Regions from separate parts of the Sus scrofa genome. Here region 2 is linked to region 1. The links are chromatin contacts, called in public Hi-C maps. All regions are on one chromosome and are shown on one strand. Each heading gives the region's core, a stretch centred on a gene start, on an enhancer-like site or on the middle of the called end of the contact. The rest is flanking DNA. Distances are from core to core; before and after follow the strand shown.

Evidence for each region. Hi-C and Micro-C count contacts between places; a contact is called where the count stands out from the background.
Region 2: a Hi-C map of embryonic fibroblasts shows a contact between it and region 1, with 1.9 times the contacts expected there. The contact joins two enhancer-like sites. A contact is called at or near these places in 1 of 5 promoter capture datasets (liver), 18 of 47 Hi-C or Micro-C datasets (alveolar macrophages, embryonic fibroblasts, epiblast stem cells and 11 more) and 1 of 2 datasets of contacts at active chromatin or transcription factors (skeletal muscle).

Annotation. Positions count from the first base shown.
Region 1 is chr5:2,985,918-2,992,953 of Sscrofa11.1, forward strand. All of the region lies in intron 1 of LOC110260610 (cadherin EGF LAG seven-pass G-type receptor 1-like), which reads left to right. Among named protein-coding and RNA genes, the nearest start is that of GRAMD4, 42 kb to the left of the region's middle. Within about 2 kb of position 2,869, at least 7 of the 83 cell types and tissues checked have an H3K27ac peak or open chromatin away from gene starts, as enhancers often do. A contact at or near this core is called in embryonic fibroblasts, where this site is marked.
Region 2 is chr5:3,187,985-3,195,177 of Sscrofa11.1, forward strand. It overlaps LOC102159820 (cadherin EGF LAG seven-pass G-type receptor 1), which reads left to right. Exons shown (of 34, transcript XM_021091370.1): 23 at 614-814; 24 at 6,253-6,427. Among named protein-coding and RNA genes, the nearest start is that of TRMU, 33 kb to the right of the region's middle. Within about 2 kb of position 3,542, at least 54 of the 83 cell types and tissues checked have an H3K27ac peak or open chromatin away from gene starts, as enhancers often do. A contact at or near this core is called in embryonic fibroblasts, where this site is marked.

The DNA of each region.
Region 1 (7,036 bases), core at 1,619-4,118:
TGTTCTAGTGGGGACGGATGTGTGGCGGGAGCAGGGATGTCTGGGGCGTGTCTGGGGCTTTAGGAATGTGCCCCCCCCATGTCTGGATAAAGGGTTTAGGGTGGATTTTATTCAGAAGAATTTACTTACAGAGGGCCGGCTTGCCTACCTGGTGGGTCCCTAGCTGGGACCACCGTTGAAGGTAGGTTGGGGCCATGCTAGGTAGTGACTGTCTCGGGGATCTGGCTCTGAGTCTAGGTGACACGCCTGATGTAGATCAGGCTGTGGGCCTCAGGTGTGGCCCTTCCCAGGTGACGGCGACCCTTCCCCAGTTTCTGTCCTGATGTCGAATGTGAACTCTTGAACCTGCACGGTCACTTCCTCCCCCGGTGCCCGGGCGGTGAGGGCTGTCATGCTGCTGCCCATTGAACAGATGGAGAGACGGAGACTCAGAGGTGTTAAGTCACTTTCTCGGGGTCACACAGCCGGCCAGCATCCAACTGTGATGATCCAAGCCAAACAAGCTGGCCCTTCACTCTCTCCTCTCTTACCTGAGGGGGGAAGTTTTGAGGAGTGCGTTGCTAGGCTGAGATGTTTCAATGCTGAATCCTTGCTCTGCTTTAAAGTTGGCACCTTGGGGAGTTCCCATCATGGTGCAGGGGAAACAAATCCGACTAGGAACCATGAGGTTGAGGGTTCCATCCCTGGCCTCGCTCTGTGGGTTAAGGACCCAGCGTTGCTATGAGCTGCGGTGTGGGTTGCAGGTGCGGCTCGAATCTGGCATTGCTGTGGCTGTGGTGCAGGCCGGCAGCTGTAGGTCCGATTCAACCCCCAGCCTGGGAACTTCCATATGCCACAAGTGTGGCCCTGAAAAGCGGAAAAAAAAAAAAAATGTAGGCATGTTGGGACCCTATACAACCCTCGGACCGTTTGACGCCTCTTTAATGCTTTGAAGGAAAAAATTACTATAAACCATAAAATCTGTCATTCCCAGCAGCAAAGCTGTGTGTAGAAACAGAACACAAAAAGACCAGCCTTTGAATTAACCAGAGTTGGATTCTTCTTTTTTTTCTTTTTTTTTAAGAAACAATGGGTAAGCTGTGGTTTCAGATTCAGGTGCTGTTTCCAGTGAAGGGTTATTGGCTCCCCGGGGTTTACAGCCGTACCCTGCGGCCTCTAGGGCATTATTACTGCCCCAGAGGCGCTGTAAAGGCGAGCTGGCAGGCTGTTAGGTTTTGTGGGAGCTGTGCCAGGAGGGGCTGGGAGGGTGCACAGGGGTGGGGGAAGGGAGGGGGTGTGGGAGGAGGGGGGTGGGCTCTGGTGTCTGAGATGGACACGCCCGGGAGAGGGCGGCTCCTCTGACCCGGACTGGGGGTCTTCGTACCCTCTCCCGTCTGTGAGCCGATAGCGTTACTGGTTTGATGGAGCCCACCAAGGACAAAAGGCTGCTTGAGATTTTCTGAACTCTGAATTTCGCCACATTCAAATCGCTGTCCTTTTTGAATGCTGTCCAGGGATAGGTGTGTTTTATAGGCAAGGGTTTTTTGAAGCAATTTTATTGAAGTATAGTTGCTTTGCAGGGCTGTGTTGATTTCTGCGGTGCAGCGAGGTGACGCGGTTATCCGTTGTACATCCTCTCGGTTATCCGTTGTACAGCCTCGTTCATGCTTCTTTTTTTTTTTTTTTTTTTTTTTTTTTGTCTTTTGTTGTTGTTGTTGCTATTTCTTGGGCCGCTCCCGCGGCATATGGAGGTTCCCAGGCTAGGGGTTGAATCGGAGCCGTAGCCACCGGCCTACGCCAGAGCCACAGCAACGCGGGATCCGAGCTGCGTCTGCAACCTACACCACAGCTCACGGCAACGCCGGATCGTTAACCCACTGAGCAAGGGCAGGGATCGAACCCGCAACCTCATGGTTCCTAGTCGGATTCGTTAACCACTGCGCCACGACGGGAACTCCTCGTTCATGCTTCTTACCTTGGTTTCATCACAGGCCGTTGAAGGCGCTTCCCGTGCTGCACTGTAGAAGCTTGTTGTCTATCCAGCCTGGAGATACTAGTCTGCATCGGCTCATCCCAAACTCCCGGTGCATCCCCACTCTCCCCCTTGGCAACCACAATTCTGTTCTGTCTGTGAGTCTCTTTCTGTTTCACAGATACGTTCATTTCTGTCCTTTTTCTTTTTTCTTTTTTGGCCACAGCTGTGGCATGTGGAAGCTCCCCGGCCAGGGATCGAACCTGAGCCACAGCAGCAACTTGAGCTGCTACAGTGACAACATCAGACCCTTAGCCTGAGAAGCCGCCAGGGAACTCCTCATTTGTGTCGTATTTTATTTTATTTTTGTTTTTTTTGTTTTGGTTTGGTTTGGTTTTTTGTTTTGCTTTGTAGGGCTACACCCGCAGCAGATGGAGGTTCCCTGCTGGGGTCTAATCGGAGCTGTAGCCGCCGGTCTATGCCACAGCCCCAGCAATGCCAGATCCGAGCCTCGTCTGCCACCTACACCACAGCTCACGGCAACACTGGATGCTTAACTCACTGAGCAAGGCCAGGGATCAAACCCACAACCTCATGGTTCCTACTTGGGTTCGTTTCTGCTGCGCCACGACGGGACCTCCTGTATTTGCATTTTTCAAAACAGGGTGGCTAATAACCCAATGGGACTGTCACATGTGGGGTCCTTTGGTTAGTCTTTCTAGAGGGTGGCCTTGTAGTCACATGGACAGTTTACATTCACCTTGAACAGGTGTGCGCCTGTGGGGGTGGGGCCAGGAAGCGTACAGCGCAGAACGTGGCATTTGGTGGAAAATGGCCTGGTGCTTGTGGGCGTGTAGACACCTGGACGTGGGAAACGCGGCGTTTGTGGGGTGACCATGATTGGGCCGTGAGTCACCCAGAATGTCAGAAAATACTGAAAGTCGGTGAACTAACAAGATTGAGTCATCTTTACCGGTTTCCTTTGGTGGGGAATGGCTGGGATAAAGTCGTCTCGGCCTGATAAAGTCTTTAAAAGTGTTTGCTGAGTTAAATACAGGCTCTCGCAGGGACTTTTAAGTAGGCGATTGCCAACGAGGAAATAAAAGCTGGGCGTTGTACCAGGCAGCGTCTGGATGCATGCATTATCTTTCTTTGCTGAATCTCACGGTGTGGAAGAGGATCAGACCAGCTTAAACCGTATCACTTGTCGAGCTGGATTCTCCAGTGATGTAATCTGCCTCGGAAGAGGTAGTGCTTTGGGAAGCTGGCTAGTTAACCGCTGAGGCTTCAGTTAACTCAGTAACCTGGATGGAGCCACTTGCTGACTTTCAGAAACACTGGCTCTGAAACAATGGAGTGTTTGTTTGTTTGTTGAGCACCTACTGTGTGCAGGGCCTACTGTGTGCGGGCCCTGGAGGGAGGTTGGGCTGGGGACTCTTCTGTGCCAAGGTGAGCATGGTGTGCCTTCCCGGGGAGTGGGGGTGGGATGGGGGGCTGAAGCGGGGACCGGGGGAGGGCTGACTGTCGTGGGGGAGGTTTGGGACTGAGAACCTGAGCGGTGCCCGAGCTGCTGTTGAGAGGCGGCTCTCGGGTGAGCCCGGAGGGTAGAGGGCACATGAGAGGTCAGGCTTGGCCCAGTGCCTGGCAGAGGCGAGGATGGGTGGCTAGAGAGGATTTGGGAGGTGAGATGGTCAGATATGGAGGTGACGGGGTTGATCAGCCGACGAGCCTCTTGTGCTGGGATCCCTCCCTGTACACATGCACACACACACACACACACACACACACACACACACGCACACCCCTGTGCTGCTGGTCTGAGCACCTGGCCACTCCTGCAGTGGCCTCATCTGTGGAAGGTATTATCTCATCGAGGCGCAAACCAGAGCCCCAGAGGCTCAACCCCGCATCCAGGGCACCGGCTTGTGTTGGTAGCACTGGGATTCGAACCCGGGACGGTGGCTCCCAAGCCGTGTTCTCTCAGGCTGTGCTTTCCAGAATAAACTGGCTCCGGGAACGTGCCGAGGCGGTTGGGTGAGGAGGAGCAGCCACTGAGGGAGGCCCGGGAGGGCGCCTTGGACCCTGTGCGGCTGGGCCCCTGACATTGTCCTGGAGTTGGTCGGGTGTGCAGGTCTGGCAGGAGGGCCCAGCTGGGGCCACAGGTGGTCAGCATGGCCACGGGGGTGACAGAGAGCACATCACGGCCGTGGGTGGTCAGTGACCCGTCTGCAGGGGTGGAGGGCACTTGGCAGGGGACACCTATGATGGGGACAGGGCGCAGGTGCAGCCTGGAGGAGGCCTGGCCCGAGTGGCCTGTCGGGCAGGCCGGACCTGCAAGAGGAATAATCGCCTGCAGGAGAAAAAACCCGAGTCTGGGCTCTGGAGGCTGAGGGAGAGTGAGGGCCTGAGGGGGTCACCGGCGGCAGATGCCTTGGGGGGTTCACGGAGCTTCAGGACGGGGAGGCGACTTGAGTTCGCCAAGGGCAGGCGGGTGGTGGGAGGCTTGAGGGGCGGAGGGCTGGGTGGCCGGGCGTGGGCGAGGCTCAGGGGGAAGGCAGGAGGGCCCCGGGGACCCGGGCTGAGTTGAGGGCCGAGGAGTTGACCAGTTAGTTAATGTGCAGAGCATCCTGTGTTACCTGATTGTGCCGGTGTTTACCTGTCTGGGGCACTGGCACTCCTGGGGGGCACTGGGCTGGCGGGGGTTGGGCGGAGACAAGCCTCAGTGGCAGAGGTGCCTTCTGTGGCCGAGCTGAGTGTAGACGGGGCTGCAGGAGTCGGGACAGGGCTGGCAGCGTCTCCTTCTCTCTGAGTCATGGGATGGAGATGGAGGAGCAGGTGGGCGGGGGAGGATGGGCAGCCGCTGAAGGCCACGCGTGACCTGGGCGTACAAGGACCAGGCTTCCCCATCTCAGCACTGGCCACCTGGTGACCTGAGGTCTCTGTCTGGCCCCACCTGCCAAGGAGGGTGACAGGGAGACTTGTTCTTAAAATCTGGGCAGAGTCGCAGTTGCATGAGGCCTAAGGGGTGGGCTGAGATCACATCTGGAAAAGCGACGGCTGTTGGGGATGAGAAAATTCTGTCCGGGACCTGGTGGCACTGTTGCATGTCCACGTTGGTCTGAGCATTCGCCCAGACCGGCCCGTTTTGACATCTGAGAGCAGAAACCTGTTCAGGACCCACCTAGGTGGGATGGTGGCCCCGGGGGGCCCTGGTGTCGCGGTGTCCGCACCCTCGGGCATGTAGTAGCTCAGGGCCATGGGGCCTCATGCTGCCAGCACTTGGATGCAGGCAGAAGCCAATTTTATCGCGTGAGGCAGAGAGGGTGGAACGTGTTCCTGAGTTTGGCTTGGTTCTTTTCCCCTCACAGCCTCGGGGAAAATAGTTTTCAGTTTTTGCTTCTTGTTCTTTAGCCTGAACACGTAGGTCCCTGAATGTTGGGCAGAGGGGGGCTGGTCAGTAACCCTCTGCCTCTCTGCCTGTTTGTTTGGCAAGAGTAACCGGGGTCACCCAAGGAAACAAAGGGGGGGACCCGGGTGGTGGTGGTCGGAGGGAACCAGCCTTTTGTTGGGGGGAGACAGCAAGGCTCCCTCTGCTTTGCCCTGTGCACCTGAGGCTTGGCACACAGTAGGTGTTCTGCAAACCCGGATCCTTTACAGAACGATCCCAAGGGGTGTGGGGGGAGGAGCCAGGTGCCAGCCCCACTGTCCTCATTGAGGGGACAGAAGGGGGGCCGGTAGAGACCACAGGACGCCCCCCGTGACCACCCTCCGTCTCCTCTGTGCTGGCCTGGGGGCTTGGCTCCGAGGGAAAGAAACGGGCTTTTTTTTTTCCAGAAATGCAATGGCTGCATTCTCACACTTTTGCTTCAGGTAAGAACTTGTGGCTACCTTGCTAATCGGTCCCTTTTTTGGGCGTGAACATTCCGAAGCTGGGAAAAGCCCAACACGAGCCTTTGTCATTTTAATCACTCTGCTCTGTGTTTCTGGGTTTCTTCTCTTGATGTTCTGAACGAAGGCTGGGCTTTTTCTTAAGCACAGAGACACACATGTATGCACACGTATGCATGTCCACACACACACACACACACACACACTCACGATTAAAGCAACTACGCTAAAAGCAAATTATGGAGAATAACCTTTCCTTCCACCACTGGGTTTTAACCTTTGCAGTTAAAGGTTGGGGAGCACCTGAGCCAACACAGGGGGTCCCTTGGAGCTGCAGGCCTGGCACAGGGCCTTGGGAGGGGGAGGGAGGCCCTGTGGGAGGGGTGTCCTGCCAGCCCTTGGCCGGCGGATGTCCCAGGGTCAGCTCCGCAGCGCCTGGCAGTGCGTGGTGGGTGGGCAGCCTCGGCTCTGTGGGCACCTTGTGGCCCCCCCTCCGCATCCTTTTCCGTCGGGTGCTGTCAGTACCGTGGAATTTCAGATGAGCCCTAACTGGGCTCTTTCTCCAGGACTCTTGTGGGTGAGGTGACTGTCCCTCCATTTTCGAGGCAGGAACCTGAGATCGGCCGCCCTGCCCTGTCCCTGTCATGTTTCTGCTGGCAGCATGGACACTCCCAGGTCCCTTCGTCCCTTGTTCCAGCTCTGGGGAGCTGGGGGTTGGGGGCCCCCTGAACTGCTCCCCTCCCTGGCAGTGCACCCCCCCACACACACACCTACTGTGGCTTTGCCATCAAGGGTCCAAGCCTGGCCTCTGCAGACTGGGAGGGCTTTGGTGCAGGAGGCAGCGCCCGGAGCCAGACCATGCATTGGGTGTGGTCGCCTGACAGTGCGGGCACCCACCGTTCTGGTGGGTGTGCCTCCCGCTTCCTAGGCGTGTGCCTTGGCTCTACCCATCTTCTCCCTGGGATCTCAGAGAAGCCCCATTTCACAGCCAAGAGACGGAGGCCAGCAGGCTGACCGTGCTGGGGAGGGCCAGCCTCAGGCCCTGGGGTCCCAGTGCCCTAACCACGTGCTGGCCACCCCCTTGGATCTCCACCTTGAGCCAGCAGCTGAGCCCTGGGGAAGCTTGGTGAGGGTGGGCTCATCGCCCAGAAAAGGTGGGCCGAGGGTTGCGTGTGTGTCGTGCCTGATTCCACGGGA
Region 2 (7,193 bases), core at 2,292-4,791, 200 kb after region 1:
TCAGGCTGCCCGCATCCCCTTGGCTGCCCCGGCTCATAGTTCTGGCCAGTTCAGGACGGCTTTCCAGAAGTCACTGGAGAACCAGGGCGGCTTCCTCCCTGAGGCCTGAAAGCCGGCAGGGCACAGGGTCCCAGACAAGTGTATTTTGCAAAAGTGTAGGAGGCAACTGCGGCTTCCTGCAGCTGTGGCACATCTGCCTTCGGTGTGAACAGAGCTCTGCGTGACGGTCTCTCGGCTTGGAATCTGGGTGGGTGGCCTCTGCACCTGCCGGACGGCAGGCGTGACATGCGAGGTGTTTTGTTTTTTTTTTTTTTTTTTTTTTTAAATTGTGGTGAAACACATGGCCCGTGAAATTCGCTGTCTCCGAGGTGTTTGAGTGTACGGGTCAGGGGCGTTGGGTCTGGTCACGGCTGGTCACAGCCATTGCCACCGACATCGCCGGAGCTCTTTTATCACCTCGACCTCGTCTTTGGGTTTTGTTCCTGGTTCCTGCCCCTCCCAGCCCGAGCCGCGCCGCCGCCTGCTGCTTGCCGGCCGCAGCATCCACGTGTTGATGGGTCTCGCTTGTGCAAAAGCCCCATGACTGTTCTTCCTTTCACCAACCCGCCCACAGCACGGAGAGGTCCTGCCCCTGAAGATCGTCACCTACGCCGCCGTGTCCTTGTCCCTGGCTGCCCTGCTGGTGGCGTTCATACTCCTGGCGCTGGTGCGGACGCTGCGGTCCAACCTGCTCGGCATCCACAAGAACCTCATCGGCGCCCTTTTCTTCTCGCAGCTGGTCTTCGTGATCGGCATCGCGCAGACGGAAAACCCGGTGAGGCCCCGCCCTCCGCCCAGGCCCCGCCCCGCCCCCGGTGGCCCACGTGGTCCGTGGCGGCCCACCTTCCTCCCCGGCGGGAGCAGGGAGGCGTCCTGGGGCTTTTTCCCGGGGCCTGGGTGGCGTGTCCGCTGCAGTTTCCGTCTCCATCTGGCGGGAAGCCGGCGCCCGGGCCCAGCACGTGGGCTCCCTGCTTGCTGTCTGGGGGGACGCTGCCTCCGGGGGCCTCCGGGGAGCTGGGGCTCCGTGTGCACCAGCTCTTCCGCTCCTGACCCAGACACTAGTGAGGTTGTCCTCACTTACAGTCACCTGTGAGACCCCAGGGTCCCCAGAGCTGTCACAGGAGCCCGGAGATGTCCCTACTGGGCAGCGTCGCCCACCCCGTGCTTCCTGAGGGTCACGGCCATGTTTTCTGTGAGAGCTCAGGTGTCTCCCTGGAGCAGGAGAGAGACACTTAGCGCCGGCCCAGGACTCTGCCAGGTGGTGGTGGTGGTGACGGGGTTGACGAGACAGAGGAGCTGGCTGAGAGGAGAATCGCAGGGGAGAGGAGGACCGGTGACCTTTGGGTGATCGGGTTAAGTATGGATGTCCTGTTCGAGCACCCCAGGTCACGCAGGCTCCAGGCTGTCGCGTGGGCTCCCAGGGTGTCACGTGGGTTCGTACGGTGTGGTAGAGGCCCTGGCAGCTATCCTTAAGTGACTAGATTGTAGAGCTCCTGGGGTGGATCTCAGACGCATTGGAGGGACTAACTGAACTGTTGAGCAAAGTCGCCGGCTCCCACTGGCGCTCCTGATAGATAATGCCTTGCATTCCTGCCCCCCCCGCCGCAACGTGCATGCAAACGGGGACTTCGAAAGCCTGGGTGGAAGGACCGCGGTGGGACCCTGGGTGAGGCCGCTGTGGCGTTTGCCTCCGAGGGAGGAGAGAAGGAGGTACCGCGGCCAGGGCGCTTCTGTAGGATGCGGATCCGAGCCCGCGTGATTGGAGGGGAAGGAGGAGGAGCGGTGGTGGCTGGTGTCTGGGGTGGGGCCCTGGGCGAGGTCCTTGGGGAGCTCTGCAGGGAGGATGGCTGAGGTCGCTGGGGAACCTCAAGGCAGGAGGCTGGACGGAGCTCCACGGCTTGGCTCCCGGCAGGTTGCCAGGGATTTTCTGTTTTTATGAAGGGGGTTTTCACAGCACGTGGTTGGGGGCAAGGGCGGAGGCACACTTCAGCTGCTGGAAACGTCCCAGGGCCTGGGAGGTGACAGCATCTCTTCTCCCAGATGAGGAGCCTGGGGCCAGGAAGGCTGAGTGACCGGCCCCAGGGCAGAGGGTTCTGTGTGTGTGCGAGCACATGTGTGTGTGTGTGTGTGTGAGTTCACGTGGCCACCGCTGAACGGTGACCCTAACAGCCCTAGGAGGCGAGGCCACCTGGCCTTCACGTGCGCACACGTGGTGACCAGGAAGTTCAAAGGCTGCTCTCACCTAAGCGCCCCCCTCCCGAGGTGAGCGGTGGCCGCTCCCTCTCCCATGGGCTGGCCCAGCACGACGGCCACGCGCTGCTGCCGTCGCCACCATGTCCTCCTTCCTCAGGCGGTGAGGGCTCTCGTCACTGTACCAGTGAGGATCTGCCACTGACCCAGATCCTAGGGGCACTCCCATCTGTGCCCGCCCTCCAGACCCCCCCGTGCTGTGGCACATGCATGTCAGGGGCCAAAATGGTACCGTGGAGGCTGGTGGGGCAGCTGCGCCTGGTCAGAGAGGGCCTGAGCAGGACTGTCGTCACCATCCAGGATGGGGTGGAGAGGTCGGGGGTCCAGTCACCCAGGGCCTGAGGGGCTGGCACACAGCGCCGTCTCTGTTTGCAGGCGGCCTTGTGCCATGGAGCGCCACGCCTGGGTCTGCGTTTCAGGAAGAGGGTGATGGGGAAGATGAGAGGGAAGGACGGGGGCAGCAGGTCAGAGAGGTAGCCGGGCTGGCCGCTGCCTGGGTCTGGGGGTGGAGGCCAGGCCAGGCCAGCAGGCAAGGGCGGGAGTCGGGCCCAGCGGGGCAGGTAAGGAGGGAGAGGGAGGAGGCGGCGTGGGCGATGCCTCCTGTCCCCAGAAGGGGGCGCCGCCGGGTGAGCTGGAAACCGACACAGTGGCAGGTCTGGGTGAGGCTGGACACGCGGTTCCCTGCAGGCTGGGGAAAGTGCGGAGCTGAGCCTGGGGAGGAGGCGTGTGTGGGAGGGGCCAGCCTGAGGGGACGCGGGCTGAAGAGACACAGGTGGTGTTTGCTGGCCTGGTCACGCCTTCCTCCGTGAGTGCAGGAGGGGGACCCCTCAGGGACCTTGGGAGGCAGCAGACCCCCTGGGGGGTGGGTTGGAGGGAGAGAGGGGGGTGTCCAGTCAGACGACCTTGGGAGGGCTCCCAGATGACCTTGGCGGCTTGCCCGCCGGGATGCACGGAGCCCAGGGCCTGACCCAGAGAAGTGACTTGCACGTGGTTGTCGGGCTCCCAGGGCTGGCGGCTGGTGGGGAGCTGGACTGCCTGCCCCTGGCACCCCCTGGGCCCAGGCACCTCTCCCCGCCTGCATGTTCCTTGCCTGCGTGTCCTTGTCGCTGCATCAGCCAGGCATAGCTCAGGGGGCTGTGACTCCGGTGCAAAGCCCTTCCAGGGTGCCTTTGAGTGGCCTGAACAGTGGTGACAGGCTCCTCCTTGCAACTAAATACCGTGTGAGAAATGCCGCGAGGCTGCCCCTGGTTTCAAGCACTGACTCACCCGCAGCCCGGAGGGCGGGCTTAGCAGCCTCCACGCACCCGGGGAGGGGAGGGGAGGGGAGGGCCGAGCTGTTCAGCGGGCTTGGCTCCGCGCCTGCTTCTGATGGTTTCCTGTAAACTCACAATCCCATCTCTGGGCGAGGCTTTTCATCTCGCGGATTACTGGCAGGTTGACATGGTTTATTGTGCCTCTGCGTTTGTCTTTGTTTCTGGAAAAGGTAGTACTTTCAGCGCAGAAGTCCCTGGGTGCATTACCGCCCCGTTACCGATAAATTGTGTTTCCAACACTTCTTTTTTTTCTAAAGGTGGTTTTGTGGGTTTACTTTTCCGTTGTTGTTTTTTTTTTTTTTTTCTTGGCTTCCCTGCCACGTAAGGAGTTCCCTGCCAGGGATCAGATCCGAGCTGCAGTTGCAACCACAGGTGCAGCAACACTGGGTCCTTAACCCACTGTGCTGGGCCGGGGATCCAGCCTGCATCCTGGAGTTGCCGTCGTGACGCGGCAGAAACAAATCTGACTAGGAACCATGATGTTGCGGGTTCAACCCCTGGCCTTGCTCAGTGGGTTAAGGATCCAGTGTTGCCTTGAGCTGTGGTGTAGGTCACAGATGCGGCTTGGATCTGGCGTTGCTGTGGCTCTGGCGTAGGCCGGTGGCGACAGCTCCAATTAGACCCCCAGCCTGGGAATCTCCACATGCCGCAGGTGTGGCCCTAAAAAGACGAAAGACAAAAAAAAACAAAAAAACAAAACAAAAAAAAAACAACCCTGCATCCTAGTGCTGCAGAGATGCTGCAGACCCCATGGTGCCACAGCGCAAACGCCTCCTTTACAAGCTGTTGACGGCAGCACACCAGCCTCCTCACTGTTCTTCGTATAGCAGAGAAAGCCATGCTTTGCACAGGGGGGCCTGGGGTTGGTGGGGGTTCACCCAGTTCCCCCTTGTACTGTACTTGGCAGGTGTTAGTGCTGGACTGGGTAGCCTTGCACGTCTCGGGAGTTTTGTGTCGGGAGAGAACGGGGCTCATCAAGCTGGTCCCATTGGCAGGTGGCACTTGTCTTCCCAGTGCCCTGGGCCTGAGCGGAGAGGCCTCCACGTGAATCTGTCCCCTCCTCTGGTGTCTGTTGGGGTGGGGGTGTCTCCGTGGCATACTGAGGCCCCCGGACAGGGAGGGGTCAGGCTGCTGGGACCACAGGGAGGGTGGGACAGAATGTCCCAGGTGGGCCCCCCTCTCCTGCCCGTCCAGCTTCCAAGGACCTGGACGGGTGCTCGCCCACATCACCCAGCAGGCGGGCCTTGGGAGCCCCCGGCCCGGCAGCCGGCCCCTCCCAGGAGCACCCGTGAGGATGGTCTGGGCCAGGCAGAGCTCTTCCTTTTCTTTCTTTGTTGTTTGTTTGTTTTTTTCCATTTTTAAGTTTTATTGAAACATAGTTGATTTACAGTGTTGTGCTGTTTTCTGCTGTACAGATGGTGCCCCTGGCGCGCGTGCGCGCGCACACACACACTCCCTTTCTCATTCTCTCCCGTCTCGGTCTGTCCCCGTCACGGTCGGTCCCCGGAGACTGGATGCAGTCCCCGTGCTGAACAGCAGGACCTCATTGCGCATCTGTTCTAAACGAGGCAGACAGAGCTCGTGAGGTTCCGTCCCGGCGCACCTGGGCCTGGACTCCCCGGATCCCACGGTGTCCCCAGGCCCCCACCACTGCCTTCTACATTCTCATCCCACCTACAGCGTCCGAGGACGCAGGCCTGGGCCACCACGGCCCCCAGAGGCTGAGAAGGTGACCCTTGGTTGCCCCACGCAGGGAGGCTCTCGTCCTGGCCCTCGACCGCTGGCCAGACACACCGCCCCCTCCCAGCTGAGGCCAGAAGGAGACCGGACATGCCGTCTGCTTTCTTCTGTTAAATCGGCACAGTTCATCCTTATGCATCTGCGAGGTCACAACTCGAGGCCCCTCTCTCCCGCTCCCCGCATTCATTGGACCGAGGAAGCCCGCGTGTGGGCCGGAGTGGTGGGCGAAGGCCACGGTTTGCGGCCATAGCCTGAGCCGGCTGCCTCCAAGATATATGTTTTTAACTTTATGTGAAATGCCAGCGTTTAAAAATTTGGAGCCATTGCAGTTCCCATCGTGGCGCGGTGGTTAATGAATCTGACTAGGAACCATGAGGTTGCAGGTTCGATCCCTGGCCTCGCTTAGCGGGTTAAGGATCCAGCGGTTGCTGTGAGCTGTGGTGTAGGTCACAGACTCAGCTTGGGTTCCAGGTTGCTGTGGCTGTGGCATAGGCCGGTGGCTACAGCTCCGATTCGACCCCTAGCCTGGGAACCTCCATATGCCGTGGAATGTGGCCCTAGAAAAGGCAAAAAGACCAAAAAAAAAAAAAAAAAAAATTGGGAGCCATGATGTGAAATTACCAATTTGCAGCTTCTAATGAAAACACGAGGCTTTGCTCCCCTGTCCCTCCTCCCAGCCCCAGGTTCCGCTCACTCATGGCACTGATCTGGGTTGGGGCGGGGTGAGTCCCTGAAACCCCAGCTGCTCTGCCCTCTGTCGGGAGCCTGCGACGCTGGGACTGCTGGTGCTTAGCTGCTCCTGGGTGAATCGCAGGAAGAAGACAGCCAGCCGGGTCTCCTTTCTCAGCGCCCCGCCCCCGGCCGGCGCCCCCGCCCGCGGGCTGGCGCTGACCGCGGCCCCTCCCCGCAGTTCCTGTGCACGGTGATCGCCATCGTCCTGCACTACGTCTACCTGAGCACCTTCGCCTGGACCTCCGTGGAGAGCCTGCACGTCCACCGCATGCTCACCGAGGTGCGCAACATCGACGCGGGGCCCATGCGCTTCTACTACGTCGTGGGCTGGGGCTTCCCCGCCATCGTCACAGGTGAGGACGCGCGGAGCAGCCCCGCCGGGCGGCCCGGGCCGCGAGCCCTCGCCTCCGGGTGTGGACGGGAGAGCTTTCTGGCCTCCTGTGTGCCCTGCAGAGGCACCTGCACCCACACCTGTCCACACGCGTGCTCTCTCAGCGCCCACCGAGGGGACACACCACCTGTCAGGTGTGGGCCCTTCAAGAGCTGGGCCCAGATCCATTCAGGGTTCTCTTTGTGGCACCTGCCAGACAGAACTCCCACGTCTGCCCACTTTGTAGGTAGACGGGTGAATGATGGAGAGAGGAGTGGGTGGACGGATAGAAGGATGAATGAGTGGATGAATGGCTGGGCGGGTGGTTGGAGAATATGCCGGCGCATGGGTCAGAAGACGGATGGATGGACCAGTGGACGGATGGATGGACGGATGGAGGAGCGGGTGCGTGGATGGGTGGATGGATGAGTGGGTGCGTGGACAGATGGATGGACGGATGGAGGAGCGGGTGCACTGGCGGGTGGATGGTAGATGAGTGGATAGAGCAGCAGGTGGATGGATGGGTTGATGGATGGAAGAATTAGTTAATGAAGAGAACAAGCAGTATTTTCTCAGTACACATTTCACTAAATGTCAGAAAGTCAAAGTTTGCTTCCTGTGGGGGAAGATGCCCACCTGCATTCACAAAGGAAGCGCCTCCCTCCTCGGCAGTCCCCGGGTCCCAGGGATCCAGACGGGAAGTCTGCCCGCCATGTGGCTGGGACGGACCCGCGACTGGCACCAAGAAG